Regions from separate parts of the Patagioenas fasciata genome. Here region 2 is linked to region 1. Evidence: chromatin contacts called from public Hi-C data. All regions are on one chromosome and are shown on one strand. The core of a region is the stretch at or near the end of the contact, and the rest is flanking DNA. Distances in the headings are between cores, read along the strand shown.

Evidence for each region. Hi-C and Micro-C count contacts between places; a contact is called where the count stands out from the background.
Region 2: a Hi-C map of blood shows a contact between it and region 1, with 2.3 times the contacts expected there. The contact joins the promoter of ABTB1 here to the promoter of SEC61A1 in region 1. A contact is called at or near these places in 2 of 2 Hi-C or Micro-C datasets (blood and liver).

Annotation. Positions count from the first base shown.
Region 1 is chr10:2,751,237-2,756,605 of bPatFas1.hap1, forward strand. It overlaps SEC61A1 (SEC61 translocon subunit alpha 1), which reads right to left and starts at 3,967. Exons shown (of 12, transcript XM_065845511.2): 1 at 3,861-3,967; 2 at 2,355-2,422; 3 at 1,638-1,703; 4 at 1,457-1,535; 5 at 580-711. The coding sequence starts at 3,867.
Region 2 is chr10:2,900,641-2,905,712 of bPatFas1.hap1, forward strand. ABTB1 (ankyrin repeat and BTB domain containing 1) reads right to left here and starts at 2,832. Exons shown (of 12, transcript XM_065845559.2): 1 at 2,650-2,832; 2 at 761-823; 3 at 229-284. The coding sequence starts at 2,705. PODXL2 (podocalyxin like 2) reads right to left here. Exons shown (of 8, transcript XM_065845490.2): 8 at 3,632-5,072.

The DNA of each region.
Region 1 (5,369 bases), core at 2,717-5,216:
TAAAAGCAAGTGGGTTTGGTTACCGAAGATTGCTTTAGGTATTGAAACCTGGGCGGGAGTTAAGATATTACCTTAGCAATTTAGATTGTTTTTTTTCCAGTAAGCAGATCAGTAAGTAGTGTGGTACAGCATCAAATAGCTAAAGAATACTCAAGCTTTTAGAAAAGTCATTTATTGACTGAGCACAGAGATCTCTTATTGCTGCGAAAGACCCACGCTGGAAACTACACCAAACATCTTAATTGATATTAACTTTGTTTAGGTTAACACTGACCACCACGGTTCAAAGGCTGGTCCCTCAGTCTCTGTATTTCTTAGTTTACCCAATGCGATTAGAGCAGCAATGCCAACTGCACAGGTACTTCTCCTTTTCAAACCTTTTCGAAGCTTAACAGCTAACAAGCCAGAGAGCAGTCATTAAAACAACAATGAAACACAGAAATCTATAGCACAGCATGAACACACCACGTGACAGAAACCCAGATATCTGACTCCAACATTCACCACGTGGTGAGTTTACACTTATTTTCAGGGTTAGATGCACTAAAACATCAGCCTTTAGTACCAGCTGTTACTCACGTTTCTGTGCTCCGTTGAAGAGAGCTCTGTCCTTCGGGGTGTCACCAACTTCAATTATCTTGGCACCTGCCAAGAGCTGCATGATGAGCCCAGAAGTGACAATCGGTGAAATACCCAGTTCCATCAACGTACCTGCAGGTACAGGGAGAACAATGGAAGAAAACAATGGGATGTGCCGTACCCAGGCGCCTTTGAAGTTCCAAGTTTATTTTTTCCACCCTTTACATGACGATGGAGAAGATCTAAAACTCCAAATCTCCAGGTTTTAATGATATCAGAAGCTTGTTAAAGGTCAGTCTGATCAGTAAACTTCTCAGTACCTTAAAAACTGTGTTCGCTGAAAAAGACTTTTGCTCTCAGAAAGTGAGGTAGGAATTTGCTTTCTGCCTTTGACAATAAATCACTTTATTATTTGTAATTTTTAACAGGAAAATCCAAATTTTCTTCAGGATTGCCCCACGTTCCACGCATATATGCACATCTCATCGTGATGTGAACTGACAGATATCCCAAATTATATATAATGACAAAGTGAATTTAGAAAACTGTCACCATTCTTAGTTCATACCTGCATTAGAAAACCTCTATAAGAAACTGACGTTTAGATAAACTATCAGGAATTTTAATATTCTGTGAGACAGAAAACCAAGTATAAATATTTGAAACACAAGTATACAGCCAACCATAAACCCATTTTGTCCATAAAATTCTGTCTTTCTCAATGCTACATTGGGTTGTGATTTTACATTATATATGAAATGTCTTTTCCCTCTCTGCTCTGGTTTTTATCTTCTTTAAAGCAGAATGTAAGGTAAGAACAAGTCCAAAAATGTTGTGGTCCAAATTAAAAACCGCCCTCCGGAAAGACTAACCATACCTCTATTTGATGCCAAAATCACTCTCATCCAGTAGAAAGGATCTGCTGAATCTGAAGACATGATACCAAACAAGGGAATCTGCATTTCCAACCAACAGAGGAAAATGGAATTTAATTAGAGACTTTATAACATCCTCTAACCATTCCAGCTCTTCCTTAAAAACAAGGGAAAGAATCATACCTGGCAGCATACTAGGAAGATGAAGAGTGTGATAGCTGTCCATAGCACCTTCTCCTTAAACTGAATCTAAAGGAAAAATTTTAAAAAATCAACAACAACCAAAGACAGTAAAGCTGTCAAGATAACAAGATCTAGTCAATCAGGCAAACTTCCATAGTAGCTACAGCTCACGTTATTTTCTTGTGAAGGGATCAAGTACAGGATATCCTAAAGAAAATAAGTCACTCTTCATCCTTTTTATACTATGTAAGGCCAAGGAAAATAAGCTTTATTGAAATGTTAATCCAAATAAATAAACTTATGCCAATGGTAGGTAATTCTAGCACTTCACAGAAATAACTCTTATGTTTTCATAAAAAAAGACCTTCTAGTGAGAAATAAATAAAAATACAGAGAAGCTTATTTTAGCAAATAATCTCAGATTGGAATTTAAGAAGCAAAGATTTTCAAGTTGCTATTTTGAACTTCTTTCAGTGTCTCACCACTCACTGCTATGGCATAACCACATCTGCACAACTGCATTTATCAGCAAATATATTCTGTATAAGCATCTTCACAGGACAGGATGTACTAGACAAGCACTGCACTGAAAACAATTGTGCCTAAAGCTGCCATTCACCCAAGAAGAAAAATAAAAGAAAACCCCACAAATGCAAACTAAGCTGTAAACATTCTATATTACACAAATACAGAATTAGGAAGAGTTTATTAACTTACCTTCCGTTCTGGCTTTTGGATTTCAGGCAAGATAACACAGAAGGGCTTGATTACTTCAAGAAATTTTACTGTAAGGAAATGAGTTAAAAGACAAAGTGAACACACGGATACAAAGAACACGGAGAAAAGCTCAAGGAAAACTGAATTTGAGCACATACTTTAGTCACACATTCTCCTATGAGCACAGATCTGATTTGGAAAAGAATTAATGTTAAACTCCTTGAGCGCAACCTAAGGCTGTATACATATTTGGGACTGATTTGAATTAAAAAGTGTGCAAAGATGCAGAAGAACTGAAACTACTGGTGGCTTTGCACTTCCCTGTTGAGAGCACCCACTTCATTGTCAACTTCCTAAGGCTTTCAGACCCACTCATAAAAATTATTTACTTAATTTCAATCAATTAACTGCCTGAAACGTTACACTGGACTGTGGTTTTAAACTTAAATTGTGGTTCTCTTCTACATCTACCACGATACAGAGATTGACTAAAACGCTTTTCAAGCACCTCTTCCTCAAGGTAGCAGACCCTGGAGATCCATCCACCTGAATTCCTTCTGGACTGCAGATCCCCCTTTATAGTTTACTATTGACACTGTCATTGAGGTTTTGGCTTACAGCATTACGACCGGTCACCAACGGGACAACCTGGCCCTCCCTGCCCCAGTACCCGCTGCCTGGGATGGTTGATCCTGCCCTAGAACACCTGCCATAACCAGGGAATGGGCATTTAAGCTGCCCTGGTGAGACCGCATCTGAAATATTGTGTGCAGTTGTGGCCCCTTAGTTCCAGAAGTACAGGGAACTGCTGGAGAGAGTCCAGCGCAGCCACCAAGATGCTGAAGGGAGTGGAGCATCTCCCGTGTGAGGAAAGGCTGAGGGAGCTGGGGGAGACTGAGGGGTGACCTCATTCATGGGGATCAACATGGAAAGGGTGAGTGTCACGATGATGGAGCCAGGCTCTTCTCAGTGACAACCAATGGTAGGACAAGGGGTAATGGGTTCAAACTGGAACACAGGAGGTTCCACTTAAATTTGAGAAGAAACTTCTTCATGGTGAGGGTGCCAGAGCCTGGTCCAGGCTGCCCAGGGAGGTTGTGGAGTCTCCTTCTCTGCAGACATTCAAACCCGCCTGGACACCTTCCTGTGGAACCTCAGCTGGGTGTTCCTGCTCCATGGGGGGATTGCACTGGATGAGCTTTCCAGGTCCCTTCCAACCCCTGACATTCTGTGATTGTGTGATTTCACTGCAAAAGGGGGAAAATAAAAAAAATCCAGAGGGAGTCTCCAAATCAGAGGAGGGGAAACCCCCACAGGACTGGGCGCGGAGAGGCCTGGGCCCAGATCGGGCGGGCGAGGGCAGCGGCCCCTCAGAGGGGCCTGGAGGCGGCGGGGGGATCGGGAAGACAGGGAGGGCCCGTCCCCAGGTGCCTGTGAAAGGGCAGCCGGTGGCCCCGCCGTCCCGCAGCCCGCGTAGCCCCCTGTCCCCCGGTCCCCGGTACTCACTGCCCATGGCGGCCGCCGGACGGGAGCGCGGAGAGATCGGCGGCCTCGGAGAGACACGTCAGGGCTCGAGCCCGGCCGCCCCCTTCCGCTTCCTGCCACGCGCCGCGCTCGCCGGGCGCAGCCACTGCGCAGGCGCCGTACCCCAGCAACGGCCGCCCTGCGCCCTGCGACTACAACTCCCACCATGCACAGCGGCCAGAGAGACCCACACCCCACGGAGCGCCTCCTGATGCTGATTGGCTCTCCGCAGCCTACACAACCAATCAGATGACGAGATGACGCGCGGCTTGCTGGGAGTTGTAGTTTTGACCCCCCCCCGGCCGCCATCTCATTCAGGTGTTACCAGGAATCGTGACGGTGGTTTAAAAGTTCATGTGAGATAAATACATCAATTAACACTTAAAATGTGTTTTCTGCTTCAGTGTTTTTCTAGAGGGATGTTTTAGGCCTTTCTCTGCAGTAAGAAGCCGCCTGCACCCACAGCAGCGGGTGGTGCAGAGCCTGAGGCTGGTTTAACACACATAAAACATGAAATATCAGTGAAAATGGGAAACATTGTGCCGTGTGTCTCTGTAATCACCTAGGAGCGCCAAAAAGTCAAAAGTGCTCACGTTCACTTAGTGTTGTTTTTTTTCCTGGCCTTTATAGACGGACTTAGCACTGCTCTGTAAAGTAGAGATAAACGGCAGTTAGAGAAAAGCAAATAAAAGTGTTAATGCGAAACAATTAGTCAGCCTTTGTCTCTATGAAACCCGTAATGGCTTCACAAAACTCCCTGTTATTTTCTAGGTACTTAGGTATGCGTTGTTTGATTGTTTGATTCCTGCTTTCCTGAGATTAGCTTTAAAAGACCAATCCTAATTCCTATTCATCTTCCTGTTGGTTTTGTTTTGGTTTTGGGTTTGTTTGGTTGGTTTTTAATTGGTGGACAGCATATTTGCCCTTCTCCAGGCTTCTGGAACCCTGTGTCTCCTCAAAGAGTTACTGAAGACATCTACAATGGGTCTGATGATGGTTTACTTGTCCAGAGCAGCTTCATTTTAACCATCCAGCGTAACAAAACCGCTTTTAACTCGCCCATTTCTAATTAGATATAAAGCAACTGCTTTCCAACCAACATACTGTGTCGCAGCGTTGATTTGATGTTTCTTTTTACGAAGGAAAAAGGAGGCGCTCTGGCTGATGTTCCACCAGGTCTCGTAGCATCTGTGAGCTGGGATCGCTAGAGGGCACTACAGATCTATTTGTACATGCGTATAATACACATGTGTCTATATATACACTCGTATACGTATGCACACGAACGTTCGCCTTACAAAGCAGGGCTGGTTCATATTTGTAGGATCCTGTAAAAGCACCGGGGCTTTGTGCTCTGCTCTGTGTAACCGCACGTTCGTGCGCAGTCAAGACTTTTGCGGTACAACCTCTGCCTGTCTAACCACGAGCGGTAAAGAAGGGCAGCTTTGCTTCTTCTGCCTGCATGAAATGCCCGCAACTGTGGAGGCAAGT
Region 2 (5,072 bases), core at 1,582-4,081, 150 kb after region 1:
AAGCCGTCACGTCACAGAAAGCTTCCCTGAAGCAAACTGAAGCAGCAAATGGACTGCAAAGGGACCATGAAAATGTGTCCAGGGCTCCCACTGCAGCCTGAGACCGCTGATCAGATGATTGGTTTTAACAGAAGTAGTTTCCACACGGGACAGCTAGAACACCACACAATTCCTACAGACCAGTACAGAGAAACATATTGCACACTTAACCAGGACACTTTTGCTCACCATTGGCTAGAAGATAGCGTACCAGCTCTTCATGTCCACAGAGGCAAGCATAATACCTGACAATAACAAGAGAAAGAAAATTAAAGATGCAGTAGGAAGGAAAACCCAATGTTTGGGCACACCACAGCATGTAGACCCCACCACCGAGCCAACCCAACAAACTCCAAAGGTGACGCCTCATAGGAGTAAGGAATTTCTAATGAATAGCAGAGAAGTCTGACCCCAGCAATAGACGTTAGAATGTCACAGACTTTGAGGGGGGAAAAAGCCTCATCAGGCCAAAAACAGATGGTTTAATCCAGGCAATCTGGTCACAAAATTAACCACCCTTCTGAGCACTACTACAGCAAGCATCAGTCACATGGGGAGACAAAGACATATTTAGCAAAGCACCCGCAAAGAAGAAAGCAGAAATATATAGGCAAATCTCCCAAAAAGCAGAACCTGAGACGTTTTCTAACAGCGCTCCTAGGTGCTGAGATAGCAAATGAGCTCTGAAAGCCCTTCCCTCCCGCCCACCAGCAGGACTCACAGCGGTGTACTGTCCCATTTATCACGGACATTAATTTCCACGTCTCGCTGTTCAAGAAGGTATCTGGAAGAAAAGGGAGTGCAAAGTTATAACTTCATACAGCTGCTCAGTCACTGTAGTGGTTCAACTCCAACCACTAACGCAGCCACTCACTCACTTCCCCCAGTGGGATGGGGGAGAGAATCAGAGTCAAAGTGAGAAAACTTGCGGGTTGAGATAAAGGCAGTGTAATGGGTAAAGCAGAAGCCGCACACGCAAACAAAGCAAAATGAGGGATTAATTCACCACTTCCCACCGACAGGCAGACGCTCAGCCATCTCCATCAAGCAGGGCTCGATCACACATGATGGTTACTTGGAAAGACAAACACCATCACTCCAAACATCCCCCCCTTCCACCTCCTTCCCCCAGCTTTTAGACTGAGCATGAGTGTGTGGAACATCCCTTGGGCCAGTTGTGCCCCCTCCCAATGTTTCGTGCACCTCCAGCCTCCTGGCTGGTGGGGTGGTGCGAGGAGCTGAAACGGCCCTGACTCTGCGTAAGTGCTGCTCAGCAGTAAGGAAAACATCCCTGCATTATCCACACCAATTCCAGTGCAAATCCAAAGCACGGCCCCATACCAGCTACCAGGAAGAAAACTATCCTGTGCAAAACCAGAACACTCACATCCTCCTCTTTCAAAACAATAACTTTGAGTTTATACAGTAACTTCCAAAGGTATGACAGGATCTTGCATTTGACTCAGGGAGCTGTCGGCTATGGCTGAAGGGGCATCAGCCAAACCCTCTGCCCAAAGAACAGCGTTCTGCAGTTCTGCAGCACAGCTTGGTAGCTCCCTTCAGTTTTAAATAGTGCTCATGGGGAAAGCAGTGGATCAAACCTACCTCCTGCTGATCCCTAACAGGGCAGCAATCACAGAAACAGCCAGAACACTTCACCAGCACCTTCACATTCTCCAGCAATGCTCACAGCCTGGCTGCTCACAAATAAGTGGCCAAGTTTACAAGGCCAAGGCTGGACTCCCCTCCTGCTCATGGCTTTTCTTGCCACAAGTAACGATGCCAGTGTCATTCCAGATTGCTCTTAATTCCTACCACTTCCTTATCCTGCACATCCTGCACACTTAGGCTACATCAAGTGCTGCCAACACTCCCTCTTTAGCACCTGGAGAAGGCGGCCTTCGCCTTGCACACAAATCCCCTGCACAGCCTGGCTCTTGCTACATTCTCTCCCCAAATACTGCAAAACCATCTCTCCTAACCACGTTTAAAAGTCCCTCTCAGCCTTCACAAAGATTCTCAAGTTGGTTTCCTTTTTTCACGCACCACATCAATCCCCCCTTTTGCTCCCTCCAGCTTTCCCATCTCAAACTTCATGTTCCTCTGACCACATTCAAAATCCCAGACAACTCAGAACTGAAAGGCGCAGTAAGGCCTCCCCGGAGCTTCTCTTCTCCAGCTGAACACCCCAGCTCTCTCAGCCTGTCCTCCCAGCAGAGCTGTTCGAGCCTCGGATCATTTCCGCAGCTCCTCTGGCCCCTCTCCAACAGCTCCATGTCTGTCCTGCGCTGAGAGCTCCCGAGATTCCTTGGGGGGAAAAGCCAGGCGCGTTTATTTATAAAGCAACTCTCCTTTTCACACTGCAGTGATCCCCTGGCACCGCGGCTGCCCCGAGAGCTGCGAGAGGCCGCGGGTTGGGCCGCCGGGAAAGGCCGGGAAGGGCCTCTGGGAACCCGGCCCCGGGGTGGCCACAGGACCGTGAAGCGACTGGGCAAGGCCGGGCTGCCCCCGCCGGGCCCGGCCCTGCTCCCCCGGGCGGCTAAAGCGATTAAAGGCAGTGGCTCACTCGGGGGGGGACACCGGGAACCACCCACCCGCCGCTCGGCTCACCGGACGCGGCTCACGTCCCCTTTTTTGCAGCTGGTGAAGAGGTCGCTGGTGTCCATGGCCGGGGCAGGCCGCGGGGCGGCGGCGCCGCATTGACGCGAAGAACGGAGGAGCAGCCGCAGGGGACCGGGCCGGGAGCGGCCGCAGGGGCAGCGGCGGCGGGACGGAAGCGGCGGCGGATGTAAACACCGCGGCGGGGCGGAGCGCCCCCCCGGCCGGCCTGGCCTAGCGGCGCGCCGCGCAGCGCCCCCGCGCGGCCCGGAGGAGCAACTGCCGCCCGAAACCGTCGGACACGCGTGGAACGGGGTGGGTGCAAGGGGTGACACGGGGTCTTCTGGAACGGGCATATGGGGGCTGCTCTGGAACACACCTGGGGGGGGTTCTGGTCGGGAATTTGGATGGGAGGGGCTGGAGCACATGGATGGGCTCTGAACCATGTCCAGTTGGCTGGGGTCCAGCGCTGGAGCAGGGGTGGGATGGTGGGCGCTGGTTGGGGACACCGGTGCTGGGACACACATGGCACAGGGGTGTAAACTGCTCGGGAACAGAGGCTCACGCTCAGCCCCCCTAACAAGGAACAGGGGTCCCAGGCTGGTTCTGCCAGGATGAGGCAGGGGACACCCCACAGGACCAGGACTGTTACCCCACAGGACCAGGACTGTCACCCCACGGGACCAGGACTGTCACCCCACGGGATCGGGACTGTCACCCCACGGGACCGGGACTGTCACCCCACGGGACTGGGACTGTCACCCCATGGGATCAGGACTGTCACCCCACGGGACCAGGACTGTCGCCCCACGGGACCGGGACTGTCACCTCATGAAGAACCAGTTTCTCACAGCTGGCACAGCTCAAGGGTTCTGCAGCAACCTGCAAAGGGAGAATTAAAGGGGTAAGGCTGATCCCACCACCCCGTCGTGGGGACCCGGCCAACACGGCGGACATGAATTCAGATGCAACCAGGCAAAGGACTCTGCTCGGGTCAGTGTTGAGACACCCAGGAGGTGCGTTTTATTGCAAAGAAAACAAAACCACAACCCTGTCGCTTCCAGGGCCAGACACAAGTGTTTCCAAGTGTTCTGGGGCAGCAGCGCCGAGCCGCAGCCAGTTCAGGTCCAGCAGGAACAAGAGTGGTGACAAGAACGGCTGGCAGCCGAGACGAGCCCGTGAGGCTCTAGCGAGCCAGCACGGATGAAGGTGGTTGTCATCTCTGCCTGTTCGAGCTGCCCCAAGCCCTCTGTGAAGGACAGATGTGCTCCTCCAAAGGCGGACGGGAACAGACAAGCTGCCAACAGCACTGGCTGCAGTGGGATCCTGCTGCGATGCTCCCGGGGCATACTGCAGTAATCCATACAAAAAAGTACCTCCGTTTGACACTGCCTCCTTTGCCTGGTGGGATCCTTGAGGTGGGATCTCGAACTGTATTCTCAACCAGCACACCATACTCCACAGCGGTTACCAGGTCACTTCTCGTCCTTTCTTTACACCTCACACACCACGAGGCTGTCTGCAGGTTGCAAAGTCCTAAGCATGTGTTGGACTCTGTGTTACAGATGCTGTTCTAGACATCCAGGAGTCATTTGCAGATTGGACATCTCAGATCACATCTGGCCACCATCCTGCAGAGACTGAGAGCCCCTCTGATCTCGGCCACACCATCGCCACGTTCCCTGGGGCACGGAGCTCCTTGCGCCTGATGCTCTCTCTGAAGAACCACCTCAATTTCAAACCAGAGCCTCTGCTTTCTGTCCGTGCTACCTGGGAGGAAAGGGAGAGGAGGTGGAGGAGAAAATAGATGGAGCTGAGACCTTGTGTTGCTACCCAGGGCCTCTGGAGCAGTGACTCCAGGGAACGTCCCGTCTCATTGCATTGCAGATGGGGATGTCCTCGCACAAACCATCCCTGACATGCCCTCTGCTCACAGGCAAGTCCAGCAGCCCCCATGAATAAAGCAGGTGACATTCCCAAGCAGTGCACAGGAAACCCAGAGCTGAGTGGGAGGGATAAAAAAGTCCTTTTTTCTTCATTTTTTGTCTCCAACTCCCAGCAGCCACCAGGTGTCAGTGCAATCAAACGTTTGGCAGATGGAATTACAGTGAAGTCCTAAGAGGTGGAAAAAGTTTTCCAGGAACCACTTTGTGTCCTGTATCTGCTCCGCCGCCTGGCACACCGCTCCGCGAAGAACAGCTTGGACAGTTTTTTGTTAAAAAGAAGTTTAACTACATTAAGGTGATAGAAAAGCTTCCCGTTACAAACCATACAACAAAAGTTTCTGTTCCTCTTCAAATCCTCCCTCTGCAGAGCTGGAAGCTCAAGCACTGAACAAGAGAGTGAAACGGGCTCTCAGCAGCCTCTCCACAGCTCTCCCAGCCCACAGGTCCCTGGACCAACCCATCTCTGCAAGGCTGGTGGGAGAGGGACAA